Regions from separate parts of the Drosophila melanogaster genome. Here region 1 is linked to region 2. Evidence: chromatin contacts called from public HiChIP or PLAC-seq data. All regions are on one chromosome and are shown on one strand. The core of a region is the stretch at or near the end of the contact, and the rest is flanking DNA. Distances in the headings are between cores, read along the strand shown. Region 1 holds the start of CG16727. Region 2 holds the start of CG44174.

Region 1 (4,656 bases), core at 160-2,659, 320 kb before region 2:
CAAAACAGTAGACCTACGATTTAACCAGCAATGTGGTGGTGAAGCGACGCAATCTGGGAGTCTTGAACATTCCTAGGAATGTATCCATTTGCTTGTTCAACTTGCTCTCCTCGTTCATTTTCTCGCGATAATGCTTTACGAACTCATCAAACACAGAATCCTCAACTTGGCGGCCATTAAACTTGGCCACTTTCTTCAGACATGCCACCGCCTCATCGTACTTCTTCTTGGTCAGCAGCCACTGAGCACTTTCGCAGATCAGGAGGGGGTAAATTAGAACTCCTAGGGCTGGAAGAGATGCCAACCAGAGGTAGCGACGCCAGTTGCCAATCCACATGGCGATCCAGGGCGAGGTCATCAGTCCAAAGCAGTAGAATACAGCCAGGATGATGTTCAGACCAAAGGTACGACGCTTGGGACTCAGGTACTCGAAGACTATTGGAAAATTAAATCAGTTAGTTTGCAAACAATAGCGAAGAATATCATATATTACCCAAGATGTACATAAGGTAGTACATGGTATCCGTGGACAGTCCTGACACAAATCTCGAGAAGGCGAACCAGGGTAGCGTGTGCACAAACGAGGTAATAAAGTCACCAGTTGCACCGGATAGAGCCGCCATCAGCATGGCCGGCAATCTTCCAATGTGGTCAGAAAGAAATCCAAAGGAAATGGTGCCCACCACCGAGCCCAGGAAGAAGAAGGATTGACCCACCGCCGGCTGATGGGATTTGTCGCAGACCCATTTCAGTTCAGTGGTTAGACTCTCGTAGCCGTTCTCCCGCTCGAAGATCCAGTCTTGACAGGACTCTTCGGAGGCCACTCCAGTTCCATTGATCACCTCGGAGAGAAGAGTGCAGGAGGGGTGCGAAACGTTGGAGTAAATGGATCGCAGCTCCGCGGCACCCAAGCCCATTAGGTCATCGTGGGAACACCTAGAAATTGGCAGTAAAGGAATTCAAGTATTAATTATCCGAATACAATTTATTTGAAAATATAGTTTTTGGTGACAATACTTTTAAATTAATTATTGAAAGCTGATTATAGACACATTCTAACCAATTGAAATGTATTCAGAATCGGAAACTATTATTATAGAATTGTGTGAATTTTTAATTTAACTGCTCTTTATTACAATAACTTACCAATGCTCGGGTGTAAAAGTAATAAGGGTCTGTGAGAAATAGTGCAACGAACTAAGAATGTTCGTGTAGCCGTAGAGAATTAGAATGACAAACTGAAATCTTCCGAAGTTTCCGCACTTCTCAAGCACGCGGTCGAAATCCATGGTGATCTCGAACAACTCGTACTTGTACTAATCGTTCTAATAGTATCTAACTGACTTTAGTTTGTTTATGTGGACACCGCGTTGAATCTTCTCAGCAACGAGTCAACTACATTCTGCCTGTACGAGCAGTATTTTGACACCTACTAGGATCGGCAGCTGCCTTATATAGTATAAAGATATAGGCGTTGTCGCTGATTAGGATGGGTAATTAGTAACACCGAGATTGGGCTAGGCAATCTCTCGCTTTTTGGGGTGTGTGCCGATGATAAGATGCAGATGCTGAGGCCAGAGTAAACAGTCTACGGAACAGGTGAACGAACAACCCTATACAGAAGTTATTTGTTTACCTAGCATACAATTGATGTTTATAATGATTAAATGTGGATCAGCATAAACTGTATCAACATGCTCTTCAGTCAAACTTAGCGATACATGACCTTGATTTCTGGTTTCTTTGTAAATAGGGCTTTTCTGAAATGCGTTTTCCTATCCTTATCAGGCATTTAACTTGGTCAAGTGACGGACTTTCTCGAAAAATTTGGCTTCTTTCCGTTTGTTTACTTTGTCTTAGATTTATGACGGATTAACCACTGTCGTGCTGTAAGTCACGCCTGAAATGGAGTCTTTTTTAATGGGGGGGGGATTTGCCGGATATACGGATTCGTTGTTTGTGGCTGGACACTTTAATGGGTTCTCGTTTAGATATATAGATTATATATAGTATAGATTACAGGTCTACTTCTCGCAGGCGCCAAACAAAAGCCTCTCCAGAATTCCATTATCTCGCCGGCTAGTAAAAGTTCCGGAACCATTGGCGTGATCTATATAAATCAAGTCGTAGACAAAAGCTAATTAAGTTTAAACGAACCGAATGGGAGAGTAACTGGGCACTACGAAGCTTAATAAATGTCTGAGCCTGGGATTAATATATCTGAGTTCTAGAGATGCGGTCAGTATATGATGAAATCAGATACTTTTTGTATTATCAGGGGCCAATAAAACATGGGATTATTGTCTTAGTAACCATCCACACAACTTAAGATACTAGTAAACATGTTTTGTTATTACTCTGTACTCTTTGGCATTAGCATTTATTATATTCTTAATACATTTACTATAACTACTTTGTAATTTCGTTGGCTGACTCCAACTGAGATTCGGATTTATTCGACTGCCGTTTGCGTGAAAAGCAAGGGAAAAAGTACCATTTCTCGCCCTTGGCGAATATTTCGCCCTCCTCTAGAGTTTGTGGTAGTTGCCTGCAGGATAAAATAGTTATTATATATGAATATATGGAATAAGTTATCGAAAACCCACTTGTGCAAAGTTTCTGGAAGAGTTAGGCACAAACAAGCGCCTATAATGAGGAGGAAGCTGATCAACAGTGAGGGCAATGGCTTGTAGAATGTTCCCAAGTAGATGATGTAGGAGCTGAAGAAAGCGAAGGCATTGCCCACCACATGGATGTTGGCCACTCCTCGTCCTCGAACACTGGTAGGTATAATCTCCGCCGCGTACTGAGCCTCCGCATCGTAGGCAACAACCGCTCCGAATCTTGCCAAGCACACCATGAATCCCAGGAGTACAGAGTAGTTTGCTGGATCTAGAGTGCCCACCAGGTAGCCGGTGGTCGCCGTGATGAAGGCACCAACAAGAAGAGAGGCGCAGGCCATGCCTTTTCGCCCGATTTTGTTCTGGAACAGGATAATGGATAGACCACCAGGAAGGACGACGAATCCTGAGTAGGAGAAGAGCTTGAATGGTGATATGCCCACGCCTTCAACATTGCGACTCAGGATGTCGAATGCAATTGTAATGATCATCCTGAAATAATATAACTGAAGTTCTAACATTTTCAAAATATCTCAGTATCATTGCAACTCACGATTTGATCAATAGAATAATTGTGAACTTTCTCAGTCTTGGAGTCCTCAACATACCCATAAAGGTATCTGAGGATTTCTTTTGGGCACTGTTCAACTTCTCTCGATAATGCTTGATGAACTCATCGAAAACAGAGTCTTCTACTTGGCGTCCATTGAATTTGGCGACACTTTTGAGGTTGTTAACTGCCTTGTCGAATTTTCCTTTCGTTAGTAGCCACTCGACGCTTTCGTGAAGGAACAGCGGAAAAATTAACATTCCTAGAGCTGGAAGGGAGGCCGCCCAGAGGTAACTACGCCAATTGCCCAGCCAAATTGCTATCCAGGGCGAGATCATTAGTCCAATTGAGTAGAAAACACCCAAGATGATATTCAGACCAAAGGTGCGGTGTTGTGGGCTCAAGTACTCGAAAACTGCAATAATATGGGTTTGAATGTAGAGTATAAAACATAAATATTTTATATAAACTCACCCAAAATGTACATTAGGACATATTGTGTGTCCATGGAGAGACCAGATATAAAACGGGTGAACGAGAACATAGGCAGACTGCCCACGAAGGAGGTGAAGAAATCTCCAGAGGCTCCTGTCAAGGTCGATAGAACGCAGGCAGGGAGACGACCTATGCGATCGGCCAAGTATCCGAAGAATATACTTCCCAGCGCGGATCCAATAAAGAAGAAGGACTGACCCACCGCCAGTTTGTAGGCATCATCGCAGACCCACTCCAGCTGTGTTCAATATTTCGGACGAGAGTGTTGATTATAAAATGGGTTTTCTACTTTTGGGCTGAAACATACCTCTGTGGTGATACTCTCGTAGTTGCTTTCCTTATCGAAGTCCCAGGAGGAGCACTTGTTATCCCGAAAAGAGGTCATGTCGACATCATACTGAATGACACTGCAGGACAACAGTTCAGTGAAATTCTGTGAAAATTCTTCCACTGGCGCAGAACATCTGAAATATTAAGATTGAAAATATTTAAGGTGAGCATATTTCTTTTATTGTGAAATTAGATGTGGTCCCGATTTGGATTGTATATAATTTCTTTAGGTTAATATTGGATTTGAATAACTGATTCGAAAAAGTACATTTAAAATATCTATTACCACGATTGACAACTTTGAAATATTTTTTAGGAATTAACTTTTACAATAAAATTTCGTAAAGTTTTATATTGTGCAAAGTGGTCTTTTAAAATTCTCACCTGTGCGAGGGCGTGAAACTGATCAGAGTCTGCGAAAAGTAGTGCAGCGAGGACACTATATTAGTGTATCCATAGAGTCCAAGGAGCAGGATTTGGTAGGGGCCGAAGTTTCCGCACTTCTCCAGGACACGCTGAAGATCCATTTCGGCACAAGAAACCGCTCTGATCGCAGACCACCGACTGATGCCAGCGAAGGGGGCGAGCAGCTGGTATATACACCATTCTGGCCCCTGGATATATGGCTAATACTCTGCAAACACATAATATCTGCTGCTA
Region 2 (4,181 bases), core at 1,177-3,676:
CCCAGTGCATCCTACTCATATTTCAATATCTTTTCCATGCATATTCCCAGCCCCTCACATAAGTGATCCATAATTTAATGAGCTTCATTCATCCATTCATTCATGCAGCGAGACTGAGTGAGAACTAGAGATACAAAACTCCTTCTTTTTTGGCAAGGGTCCAAAACAAAATAATAAAAAAGAGGAGCGACGGTAAGACGAAGCCGGGGGAAAAAAGGAGAAAAAAGGTCATCTTATCATAAATAAACTGACATAAAATCAAGAATCAAATTCAAAAGCGAAGACAAGAAATCCGTGGCATCCAAAGTACATTGAAGGGAATTACACAACAAATGAAATGCAGGCAAGCCACAGAGTTTGGAGCTTCGGGTCTGGAGTTTGAGTCCCTGGGTCTGGGGAACCGGAGGAGGAGGAGCCATGGACTGACAATGATTCACTATGGAGTTTTATGAGCTGAGAACATTTCGAGGCATTCAGGCAACTGAAGAAGCTCAGTAGATATAGGCTTTATCTATTTTGTGGACTATGCAAATGAGATCGATAAAGTATTTAAGATGCAACCGATCGATAGAAAAGTGGCAGCTCAGCTGCAGCTAATAGAGTGCGAAGCTGCTGAGCGGACATAGGGCAGCTTAATCTGGCCGTAGATCAAAGTCTTCGTTCAGGTAGCGCCCTAACATTCCCGGCCGATAAATTTCCACTAAACGGACAGCGAACAAAACGTTGGACTTCATTTCCAAACTGTTTATAATTTATTTTCACCAAAAACCAAGGCAACCCCAAACAGAACAAGCCAGCGATAAGAAGGAATCACCAAGTCGGAACGTTGCGCTTGCTTGTCGCTGCATAATTTGTCGACTTGTAGATACATTTGTAACTCTGTATCTGCTGCTCGAGTTCGTTTGAATTTCAGCTTTTGGTAGCGCCATGGGGCCACATCGTGTGTGTCTCTTGGCTTGGGCTTTACTCTTTATTAATGATGTGGGAACTTCTGTTCGGCGCTGAGAGCCGAACGTTGATTTTCTGGGTCTGCATTAAATTTCATTAATTATGAAAAATCATTTCATTAATATCGGTTTCGTCGTTGTTTCCATTTGCTGTTGTGAACGTCGCTTTTCTCCGGTAATTATCGTCTCATTGGAATCAATTAAAGTGGAAATGTTAAAAGAGTAAAAAACGAAACCATCACACAAAGCTAAGATCCCCCAAATATATTGACATACACAATTAGACACGGCCGACACACTCATCTCCATCATAATTAACATCTTGTTGGGATGCTGATAACGATGAAACCAGCTCTGATGATGATACATACATACATAAACAAGAGGCGATGCAATCTGAGATCTCTGGAGTGCAAATAATTAGGCAGAGCTTAGAAGGCGCAGACTCAACGGAATTCTCACCATTTAATTAGTATGCATTTCCATTATTTATCTGTCGGCCACGATATTCTGGCCGGGCTTTCCTTATTCCCCAGCTCATTTGGCCTTTGTATCTTATGGGCGCGTTCTCAGCCATGTTTCTGTAGGTTTTACGAGCGCTTTTTTTTTTTACAACTGAAAGAGCCGAGTGCAGTTGGTATTTCCACAAACTATTGTAATACATCAATATGATTATGAGGCCTGCAGCCGCAGTCGACGAGGTGCCTTCACATCTTTTATACATTTGTGGCATGTGTTGATTTATTTGGGATTCGTTTCTGTTCTCCCTTTTGCCTTTCTGTTTGTCAAAGGCAAACAAACCGAAAACCGTTCCGTTTGTGTGTGATCAGTGATCATTCTGGCCAAGTGCGAGAGATCCGATCGCTGCTTAATTTCAGAGTTCCTCCAAAAAGTGTTAACTTATGTCTCGGTCTCTTCACTTTAACCATAGCTCTTCAATATTTGATTTCTGGTCTCGCCTTCCGACAGTCACTGTTTTTTTTCTTTTTTCTTAAACCAACAGTTGGCCACGATTTTGTCGATGGTTTTGAATGGATTGAAGTAGTTGTAAAAATGCAAGTTTTATGCATTTTATTTATGAGCTTAAGTGCAAATTGTTCTAACAAAAATGGCACTCTGTGCATATATCTCCCAAAGGAGATAATTTCAAGCATATAAAGCAAATATTACCAACTATTCAATTATTATAATCTGAATTTAGAGTATACTGTAGCAGTAGTATTAAATGCACTGAGACAAGCCAATAACTTTAACCGACCCAGTTCTCTTTTCTACAATAATGCCAAGAACCCAAAATCTAACGTGGAGAATGGTGCATTTGTAAGTAGATTCCTCATTCCTCCTTCATTCCCATTCGATTTAGAACTAGACGGCACTTTCCATCGCTCTAATTGCCTTTCCCATACCCAGGCAACGTTTCCCATTACCAAGCCAATGTGCCACATTTCCACATTCACAAAGGAACCCGAGCACAAAAAATTTGAGCCCCAATTGACAAAATCACGATTCATCGAACAACGGCGACGACAACTTAACTTTACACACATTCGCAGCTCGAAGTAAAAGACTCCTCCTGCAATCCGCCGAATCCCAAAGAAATCCGCGAAAAAAAAAGGAGGAAGGGCCAGGAGTGGACGGTGCAGAAATGTTTGGCAATTGGAAGTTGGCGGCAACTTTTAGGCCTTTGGGGCGTCTGCGTTGGCTGATGGAAGGAAGCTGGTGCGGCTACCTAGGAGTTGCATTGTCAGCTAAGCGATCTTTAATAGGACTGCACTAAAAAACATTTTGTTGAAACTGTTAGTTTCAATTGCAGATACAATTGCTTTATAGCTTAGATCAATGTAGCTCTTAAGTATTATCCTTTTGAAACTGAGTTATATAAATTTAAACAAAATAATAATAATAATAAGACCATGAATTATGTCTTGAATGAATGAATTATGAATTATGAAAAAAAAACTACCCAATGAATAGGTTGTCTATGCATAAAAAAAGTTTGGATGTACTACATTAGGAACACAATCTTGAAACTTAGATAGATTTCCCTTATATTTCATTAGGATTTCCAATCCTTTGGCATTGTTTTAAGTGTATTTATCCTTTTTCCGCTTGTGCAATCGCTCTCTCCTGGCTATTCCCCATTTATCTGACAACTTTGAATGCGGACAAAAGAACCCGAAAGAGCCACAATTACGGTACTCGGCGTCATCGGCTGTTGTTGCAGCTTTGTTCTGGCTTGTTTTTTGTTGCCTGTTTTGTTGCAAAACTGTCCAAACATTGTCGGAAATTTGTTAACTTTAATTTCTATTGCCAGGCGGACAGGGTGAATTGGCCGAAAACGGTACCAGCGCCCGAAAGTTGCGGGTGTTGGCTGCATTTTCCCATTGCCGGCCTGTCGAAATTATGACAATCCCGGCAATCGAATAAAACCGTTCCCCACGGCTGCCAATTTTCGAATTGTCGTAAATTTGTTGCTTCATTTGCTGGACCGTCAAAGGGGGATTCTGCTAGTACAGGTCGGCGTTTCAGTGCCATAAAGCTTGATTTATTCTCATCTCATTAACATTGGCCGGATTCTTTACAACTCTCTTATGACAATGATAAGGCCAAGAACTTACCATAAACGGAAGCGCGGTGCTGAAACTGAAGTCTGGCATTTAAGTGGCATTTCTGAAATGTTCAAACAAATATTGTAACAGAAGCTATTTCGTTTTTGTGGCCAGCAGAACAGGCCGAGCTTTCTCAGGCATTGGAAACTAGTTGTGCGGATCGGATCACACACAAATCAATTTAACGATGCACTAGCCCAGTTCCAGTTTGAGTTCGCGTTCATTCAGTTCGGATCGCAATCCCATGGAGCGGGAAAAATGGAGGGGAATCGAGCTAAGTTGACGACTTGTCGTCGGCATTTGCAGCGACGACTTGGACTTCCTGTTGTCGCGTCATTATTGTCCATCATCATTTCCATTCGTAATGAGGCTAAGGCTACTAAAACCCAGTTGATCTCTAGTTCATTTAGATGCCGCCACAGAATCAAGGCAAAAACCGATGGCGGGGGATGCTCCGACTACCACTAGCCACTCGTTTCACGACTCCTTCGATCAGCTGTGGTTCACTTAACCGCCAGTGACAATTCCCCGCAATGCGAGTACGTACGTATCTATCTGGGCGAATGAGCCCCATGCCCATCCCGTCCTGCAAAACCGGCCATAATGTATGCGACCCTCTGGCCAG

The links. HiChIP or PLAC-seq counts read pairs in DNA pulled down with a chosen protein or histone mark.
Region 1: a Psq HiChIP or PLAC-seq map of the Kc167 cell line shows a contact between it and region 2, with 3 times the contacts expected there. The contact joins the promoter of CG16727 here to the promoter of CG44174 in region 2. A contact is called at or near these places in 3 of 107 Hi-C or Micro-C datasets (the ML-DmBG3-c2 cell line, brain and larval central nervous system) and 1 of 6 datasets of contacts at active chromatin or transcription factors (the Kc167 cell line).

What each region holds. Positions count from the first base shown.
Region 1 is chr3R:19,610,134-19,614,789 of dm6, reverse strand. CG16727 reads right to left here and starts at 1,409. Exons shown (of 5, transcript NM_142561.2): 1 at 1,147-1,409; 2 at 494-936; 3 at 18-435. The coding sequence starts at 1,289. It overlaps CG17752, which reads right to left and starts at 4,565. Exons shown (of 6, transcript NM_142560.2): 1 at 4,381-4,565; 2 at 3,974-4,130; 3 at 3,646-3,904; 4 at 3,175-3,586; 5 at 2,607-3,113; 6 at 2,353-2,548. The coding sequence starts at 4,523. The coding sequence ends at 2,410.
Region 2 is chr3R:19,295,940-19,300,120 of dm6, reverse strand. CG44174 reads left to right here and starts at 2,426. Exons shown (of 1, transcript NM_001275799.1): 1 at 2,426-2,875. The coding sequence starts at 2,593. The coding sequence ends at 2,724.